2 separate regions of the Rattus norvegicus genome follow, and region 1 is linked to region 2. The links are chromatin contacts, called in public Hi-C maps. All regions are on one chromosome and are shown on one strand. The core of a region is the stretch at or near the end of the contact, and the rest is flanking DNA. Distances in the headings are between cores, read along the strand shown. Region 1 holds the start of Pwp2 (PWP2, small subunit processome component). Region 2 holds the start of Rrp1 (ribosomal RNA processing 1).

What was found. Hi-C and Micro-C count contacts between places; a contact is called where the count stands out from the background.
Region 1: a contact with region 2 is called in a Hi-C map of liver, with 4 times the contacts expected there. The contact joins the promoter of Pwp2 here to the promoter of Rrp1 in region 2.

What each region holds. Positions count from the first base shown.
Region 1 is chr20:10,497,557-10,502,067 of GRCr8, reverse strand. Pwp2 (PWP2, small subunit processome component) reads right to left here and starts at 3,070. Exons shown (of 21, transcript NM_001168653.1): 1 at 2,992-3,070; 2 at 2,058-2,170; 3 at 904-998; 4 at 627-726; 5 at 353-496. The coding sequence starts at 3,009. It overlaps Trappc10 (trafficking protein particle complex subunit 10), which reads right to left. Exons shown (of 23, transcript NM_001173528.1): 23 at 3,328-4,511.
Region 2 is chr20:10,258,347-10,262,323 of GRCr8, reverse strand. It overlaps Rrp1 (ribosomal RNA processing 1), which reads right to left and starts at 1,744. Exons shown (of 13, transcript NM_001012073.1): 1 at 1,571-1,744; 2 at 697-779; 3 at 377-434. The coding sequence starts at 1,703.

The DNA.
Region 1 (4,511 bases), core at 1,821-4,320, 240 kb before region 2:
AAGCGGATGCCTTCAAGAGAAGGACAGTTAGATAGTGTACAAGGCAGAGGTTGGACCTCAGCAGCAGCTCCCGGACAGCAAAGCTGGCTTACATGCTCCTGAGTGGGAACTTATTTCTACGTATACCTCCATCCCATGAGGAAGTCTCCAGGGGTAAACGGGAGAAGGAAGAACACTACAGACCTCACTTAGAGCAGAGTTCAGTCCTGCTATTAGAGGCTGGACCAAACCACAAGACGGGCTCATAGCGTATTTTAAAACGCAGCCACAACTTATGGGAAGGAGACGGCATTCTCTGGGGACAGATGGCCTAAGGTGTCCTCCCTCCCAACCCCCATGCCCCCGGTCTCACTTGGAGTCATCTGTCCAGTCAATGCACGTGGTCTCATCGTAGGGCCCAAAATAGGTTTTGTCCAGAACAAAGGCATTGAATTCTCGCTTCTTTCCGGGGGCATGGTACATCTGGGCAATGTTGCCCTTCGTGATGACAAATTTTCTGCAGGAGAAACGGGGTCACATGTGGTACTGGAGACCAACAAATAGCTGGCCCGACACCAATGCTCTGTATCCTTCAGGGAGAGGCACCCACGGCAGCACCCAGACAGAAGGGAGACAGATGCTCTTACCTGCCATCGGGGGAGAAGGAGACACTGTGCACGGAACCCTTGAAGTGGAAGTGGTGGAGCACGGACCTGCACACCAAGCTAACTAGCAGAGCGGCGCCTCCTGCGAGAGAGTGAGACGGTGGCCACCCGACCCCAGACGCAGCGTGCCTGTCCACCTGCGACACGGACTGCCTGGACCCGTGCTATGAGGCTGACCCTGACCCGATGTGATGCCCTTGTTCCACGGCCCAGAAGATGCAGGGCCGCCCCAGTGCCTGACCACACCCACATCCATTACCTTCGTCGACGATGATTGCCAGGCGACCATCTGGGGACAGCCCCACGCACTTGATGTTGTACTTGGTGGCCAGAGGCAATGTGTCTGATCTGTTGCTGAGAAACACAAAGACCCCAGCGCACGGTTGGACTCGGGTACTCAGACCAAGGAGGACAGCGCCAGAGACAGACTAGCAGCTGGTTCTCCTGCTGTAGGGTCCCCTTGGGCTACAGCTTGTTCCTTGCTCTCCTGGGTAATCTTGGCATTGACCTTTTAGAGTCAAGGGTAGCACACTTGTAAAAGCTGTGTGTTCTTAAATTGAAATGTGGATAGAAGGGGGAAGCAGGGTTTGATCAAGCTGGAGGCACATCACAGGTGTAGTAATGAGATCAGAGTCCATTAGTTTGTTCAGAGTCGTCTTTAACAAACAGGTTCTCTCTAATCCCAAGTCCCCGAGATGCTATTTAAAGAGAGAGCAACACAGAAGACCTGACTGGACCCTGTAATCCATCAACAGCAGGCAGAATAGGTTGCACTGCTGGCCCCAGCCTACAGAGTCTGGAAATGGAGGTTAACTGAAGCTAACAGGAACACAGTGGCCAGAAAAACTGGAGGGTCTTGCCCAGGATAGAGAGGGCCAGTCTACAGCCGCTCGGACAGTCCAGGCAGAGACTGTCAGACAGACAGGCAGAGTCTGTCTGACTCACAGTCAGACAGAAAAAGAACGGCGGCACATTTGTTGGGACAAACGAAGCTAAGCCCGACCGACCTCTGGCTGCCAAGTTGCCCATTCTAGATCTGACCATCTTAGCAGGGAAGGTGAGAACCATCAGAGCCGTTGAGCCAAGATTCAAGGCAGCCTGCCCAGGGCCCTCAGAGGCTTCCTCTCAGTAGTAAGTGCTTATCTCTTGAGATAACCTTCCTGCCCTCCACCACCTCCACAGAAGAGGTAGGGTCCCTTGCTAGCCAATAGCCAAAAGGCACATGACTTTTCCTTTCCCTTTAAGGATAATGTCGGTGTCCTAGATACTAGAATGAAAGATGAAGATCCCAGCAGGCAACCCTACCATGACCCAGTGACCTCCTAAATCCAGAAGCCCTGCAAGCCACAAAGAGGATGGCTAGCCTTCACATGAAGGCTACTGTCCCTGCTGGCATTGTCTCTCTATACTTACTTCTTAAGGTCAAACACAGTGACTCTGTTTCCCACAGGGCTGATAACAGAATTTCCATCACGTGAGAAATTTAGGTTTCCACACCGATAAACTGTACCCAGCAAATTGGAGAACTGCAAAGGAAATGAATCAGTCTTAACACAGAGAACACAGTGTCAACTCTCTGAGATGGTGATGGGAGGCATCCTGGAATTGGGTTTCCTCTAAGGGAAATGATACTCCCAAGACAGGAAGCATTTTCCAGGCACAGAAGGGCATAGGATCCCTATTCTAACGGAAGTTACCTCAGTGAACGGGCTCCAGGAGATGCTTACCACCCACCGTGCTATGCATCAGTGCCTTGGTGCATCCATGCCGTTATCAAACACAAGCATCGCCATCCAACAGACACAGCTCGGTGTAGAGGCCCGAGTCTTGTGTTCTATGTCCACATAGAAATGGCACATAAGCACCTGGACTGATGTCTAAACACTGCAAAGCCCAGTAGTGCAGTAAGGTAGCTGCTTACAGGGATTGCCTGGGCTAAAACCTAAGGCGGGAGTCAGTTTGGGCTGTAGGAGGACAGCCATGCAAGAGATAACACCAGGCAGAGCTTGGCTTCTAAGAGGTGTGATCAGCCCGAGGCGTGCTGTCGAATTTGTTCCAAAGACTGGCGGCCCGGTAGGGAGCTGGATGTTGCTTGAGGTGTGTTGTTAAGAGCCTTTCTGCAGCCACTGCTGGGTTGTCTGACCTGAGTATGGACAGGGCTAGGTACAGCCCGAGACCCTGTTTGGTGGGAACGAGGGCTTCAGTGTGAACCGGGAGCGACAGCTTGCGATGGGCCGACCCACCAGTGCTTTCCGTGGGCAGCCGAGATGCCAACGACCTCGGTCTCTTCCACGTCCTCGGAACCTTCGATCGCCCTCCCGCTTCCCCTGCCTGACCCGCGGCTCACCCGATAAGCGAATTTCATCCCGGAGCCACACGTGCGGAACCCTGCTCCAGCCACTTCCGGAATACGAACTATCTCCGGCGCTCAAAATGCGTAATTCCGGGGGCGGGGCCTCAACCATAGTGTTCCAGGAAGTCCCGCCCACTCCCCGCCAGTTCGCAGGTGAACCGAGCACCGGTGAGCTGGTTCAGGGGACTGCCAGGACCGTGGTGATTAGAGCTAAGCTCTAGGTCTCCTTGTGTAATGATTGCGGGATCTTGGTCAGGAGCTGGGAAATCAACACACTCGCTTGTAACCGTGCAAAAACAAAAAAACAAAAAAACCCAAGTTCAAACGGAGTTTCTTCTTAAAATGTGTATTTTTAGAATTTTAATGCTTACACTTTAAACAATCTTAGTACAGTGGTTTTACTCTGACATTATGTTACAGAATACTGTGAAAATGGAAACAACGCCTGCAGTGTCAAGGTGCGACCGGCACCGTTCCTAGACCCAGTTCCAAAGAACAGCTGCCCGCTCTCTTACAGAGAAAGGGTGTCTTCTTCGTGAGAAATAAAAATTTAAAGTCATGTCCGGCTTATTTTAAGCATCATGGTTTAAAGGAAACACATTGGTCAGTTCTTTCATAAAAAGTGGCATAACTTTGCATTTTTAGATAAAATCTGGCATGTTTAATTGGATTTTAAAATTTCACCTTGTTTTTTAAATGCTAAAGAAAAAGAAAAAAACAAAAAACAAGAGAGGCTTTTCTAGGATTTCTACTCTTTATCTGACACAGGCACCCACTCCAGGCTGCACAAAGGGGCTGTAAGGCAGGAGTCATCAAATACAATTCCCATGTTACAAACAGAAGTTACAATTCTTCCAATCACAGGAGACCCTGTGAAATTCACAACAATTGTAACAGCCTTTCTTCCTGCGCATCTACACGTGGTGCCAACTGTCGGTAAACATCAGTGTATTTGCTTCCAAGACACACTCCCTGTCTGGCTTCACCATGTCTAACACCTGCTTCATCCTCACCAAACCACCAATACCCGTACAACACAATCCAGTGACAGTCTCTTAGCTCCTCTACAAACAGAAGAAAATAGGATGACTTTGTGGCCCATCTCTGGTCTTGAAAACAAACACATGTCGTTTTTGGGTAGCTAGAGGAGGAAAAAAAAATCCCTTAACAGATTGGATTTTATTCTATACTGAGATAACAGAACTACCACCAACATTTTAGATTACCCCTAAATATATATAATTAGGAAACTCCAGAGAATTCAGACCTATGAAAATGGGGTGGGTGGTTAACTCAGAACGAGACTCCACTCTGAACTGGGCAGCACATTACGCAGGGAGGTGGGAGGCAAACAGTGCCAGGTGGAAGCTTCTCTGACAGGAGGAGTTTCAAAGACTTCCTCACACATGGGTTTGACAAGTGTCAGGGCAACTGTCAAGGTTTGCCACAAACAGAGTCCAGAGGGCTGTAAACATTTAGGAAGTATGAAGTTCTAATTTGCACACCTAGCTCAC
Region 2 (3,977 bases), core at 495-2,994:
AACAGTAGCAAAGTTACAGTTAGGAAGTAGCGATGAAAATGACTTTATGACCATGACATGAGGAACTGCATGAGGGTAGCAGCGTCAAGAGGGTTGAGTCACTGCACGTAAGAGTGGGTGTCAAGGTCATCAGCTAAGCACCATGGTATCATGACACCGGCTGTCATACGCTGCACCACTCTTTAGCCATGTCTGTTTGGTAAACTGAGGGAAGCTGGCTGGGCACTGGGCCGTGTTCCACGCCACAAGCATCCACACAGCCGCCTCCCCACAGCTTGCATGAGGTTTGAGAGCACGCTGCTGCCTCGGTCCCACTGAATCTCAGCGACTCTGGTGTTGTTGACAGGGCCAGGCCTGGCTTCGGTGTGGTACTCACGTGACTCTGTGGTCTGAAAAGCATGGACGAGCTGGGCAATGGTCCTGCCTAGGTCTTCCTGTGAGGGAAACAGGAAGCACACCCTCAGGCCCTGAAGCACTGTGCTCGGATGGCAAACACACCCCAATACCCTTTACTCCAAAGGACCAGCTGCCAGTCAGCCTCCTCTCCTTGCTGCAAAAGGCCTATTCTGCAGGAGCCATCAGACTTTCTGCTATAAACAGCAGGAGTCGGTACTATATTAAAGGGGTGGGGTGGGGTAAACACAAGCCCCACCCACTCCTTGTCACAGTTTTTTAGCTACCTTCCCAGGCACCCACCTGCTGGAGGGGCTTGTCCTGCATCCACATGCAATAAAACAGTCCTTTCCATACTTTTAGAAGCTCCTCTGGAGTAAAACCACCTGCATCACAAGAGCAATGGTAAGACTCAGTGAACCCTGGAACTTACCACCCTGAGCCAAGAAGGAAAGCCTGAATAATATGATTGTGATGTCAGCCCATCCCTCAAAACATTCTCCAACAGAACTGCCATACCTGTGCCTGGAAGAGCTGACACACACACACACACACACACACACACACACACACTGCCCCCAGCAGCTTCATGCACCGGCAGACAGGTGTCAGTCCTACAGGGTTAAAATTCAGAACCACAACACTTTCGGGATCGGGTACATAGTTAATGAAACGATTTAATGAAGCCAGTGTTAGACCAAGGAGCTGTAGTTAGTCTATTACATTACATGAACGGTCAAAGTTCAGGCCAGCAAAGGACATCACTGTCATTTAGTGAGGCGCATTCACCAAGATGGGGTTCTCTGACTAGAGCGTGTAAAACTGCCCTGCGAGACTTCCTAAAGCATACAAGCCGTGGCCTTGGCCAAACCACAGCTCAGCGAATCTAGAATTTGCACTTGCGGAGGGATACCCAAGAAACACAGAGGCTGCTGACAGAGGGTCACTCACGAGGACCAGAAGCATAGAAATCGCTTAGCAAAATGCACGTCCCGGGAAAGGGGTGTCGTTAAGGAAACAGGACGTCGGTATGGGCCGGTGAAGAGCATCAGCAAGCTACAGGAGGAGGGAAAGCACGCAGTCCGACCGGGTCAGTCTGAGCCAAGAGAATCGCAGACGAAGGCCGGGTCCTGCGGGGCCCACGCGGCGGAGCTCGCCGGTCTTCCCGGCCGCGTACCTGTCGCTCGCTGACTCCTGGCCACGATGTACTTCTGCAGCTTCCGTAACGCGCGGTCCCGCGTCACCTGCTCATTGCCCGCCAGACGCTGCGCCAGCTGGATCTCCGGCGGGAGCGGCACTCCGGGAACCATGGTGAGCAGGACCCTGAGACCACGCACTCCGCTGGGGCGCTCGAGTGACGACACGTGTGCGTCACGCCAGCGCGACACCATTGCGACGTCACATTGACGCGACACAACACGCGAAACGTCAAGCGTTCTGGACGATGCCGGCGCGCTACCGCCTCTCAGTGGCCTGGAGGCGCAACTGCACCCCCCAGGGAGGATGATGGCCTGGTCTAATAAGGTCTTTGATCTTTGATTCCTGGGAAGGTCAAAGCATTGTCTCCTGTCTACTGCAGCAGGAGTGGCTGCATTACGAGAAGATCTTGATTTGGTCCAGCTTGTCCTCAGCTGCATCACTCAGCTATGGAGGGCTGCATGGAGCGACCCTTTGCTCAGCATCCTGAGTCATGTTAGCGGGAGAGGGGGTGAGATAAACCATACACCACTGAGAACCCAAAACACCTTCTCTGATCCCTAATACCCGAATCCCCAGGGGAATCCATCCGGTCAAGCCTCCTGGAAAGCGTCCCCTTTCCTAGACAGAGAAAAGCTAGACAGCTGTCATGATCCAGATTATTGGACAAGGTGCAGGCTACCTATCCTGAAGGTAGGCAGGCTAATTAATACACACACTGGAGAAGGCAGAGAGGGTGTGCAGAACTTGAGTGTGCCCTGGTTCAATAAATGTGTGGTGATGCCATTTGGGACACAATTGGGAAATTTTCCAAATAGCCTAATGTCAGATTAGAATACAAAACAATTACAGATTTCATTGGTGTTGCCATGGTGTTTTCCCTGGAAAAGATGGAGGGCAGGTTGCTCAAAGTCTGACTGAAGAGGAACTGGAGTGGGAGAGGGCATGACAGGAACATAGACAAGTCAGCACTTTCCACAACGTCTGAATTTATTAGCAAAAAAATTGATAAACCACATTAGCGTTATGGTCGAGATTTTTCAAGTCATCCCAGTTTCTTTGACTTAGGCAAGCTATCTTAAATTACTAATACTGGGGCTCAGTGGTTAAGAGAACTGGCTGATCTTCCAGAGGTCCTGAGTTCAATTCCCAGCAACTACACAGTGGCTCACAACCATTTGTAATGGGATCCGATGACCTCTTCTGCTGTGTCTGAAGACCGCTACAGTGTACTCATTTAAATAAAACAAATAAATTGATCTTTAGAAAAATTACTAATGTTAACTGCCAGACTATACTTGCACATCACACAGTAAATATATATTCCTATATGTGTGTGTGTGTGTGCCCAAGTCCTGCTTGGCATGAGTGCTGAAACTCCAAGTAGGGGAGGTGAGAGAATACAGGACAGACACACAGACATACAAGCAGAAAAGTGGACTCAGATGAGGTATGAGCACTCTGATTAGGACACTTTCGACCATGGCAACTTGGATCCTCAGCTTCTCGACTATGTACCAGCCAGGGAGGACACGGGGAGGAGGACCTGGTCCTAAATGTCCAGTCACAGGTGCTTTTTAAGTCTACAAATCCCAAGAACAAAGATGGCAGTCATTGTCTCAGTTAGGGTTTTACTGCTGTGAACAGACACCATGACCAAGGCAACTCTTATAAAGGACAACATCTAACCAGGGCTGGCTTACAGGGGCATAGGTCCAGTCCATTATCATCAAGGAGGGAGCATGGCCAGTGTGCAGGCAGAACTAAGAGTTCTACATCTTGTTCCAACAGCAAGCGGGAAAAGACTGGCTCCTGTGTGGCTAGTAGGAGGATCTCAAAGCCCACCCTCACAGTAACACACTTCCTCTAACAAGGCCACACCCACCCCACCAAAGCAACACCACTCTCCACCAATAGCGCCACTCTTTTTTTTTTTTTTCTTTTTTCTTTTTTTCGGAGCTGGGGACCAAACCCAGGGCCTTCTGCTTGCTAGGCAAGCGCTCTACCACTGAGCTAAATCCCCAACCCCCAATAGCAAAGAGTGGGCCAAGCGTATGCCAACCACCACAGTCACCAGTTGCTTCTGAAAAGAGCAAATCTCAAGAATAAAGATGAGTATTTATTTGGGCCAGACTTGACCATAACCAACTGCCCAAGTACAACTTCTGGAATGTTCCACAATGGACAGGTAGGAGGGGACAGCTGCTCCCAGGCCTTCCTCATCTCCAAACTCCAGGTAAGGAAAGAAACTATTAGGTGTCTGAATCCTGTAGATACCAGGCTTGGGTGACATCAAGCAGGAAGTCAGCCAAGAATGGCCTGCTACAGGGGAAGGGCCCAAAGAAAGATCTTTCAAAGGAGAAGAGGTTTGGGCTGAAGGACAAGGC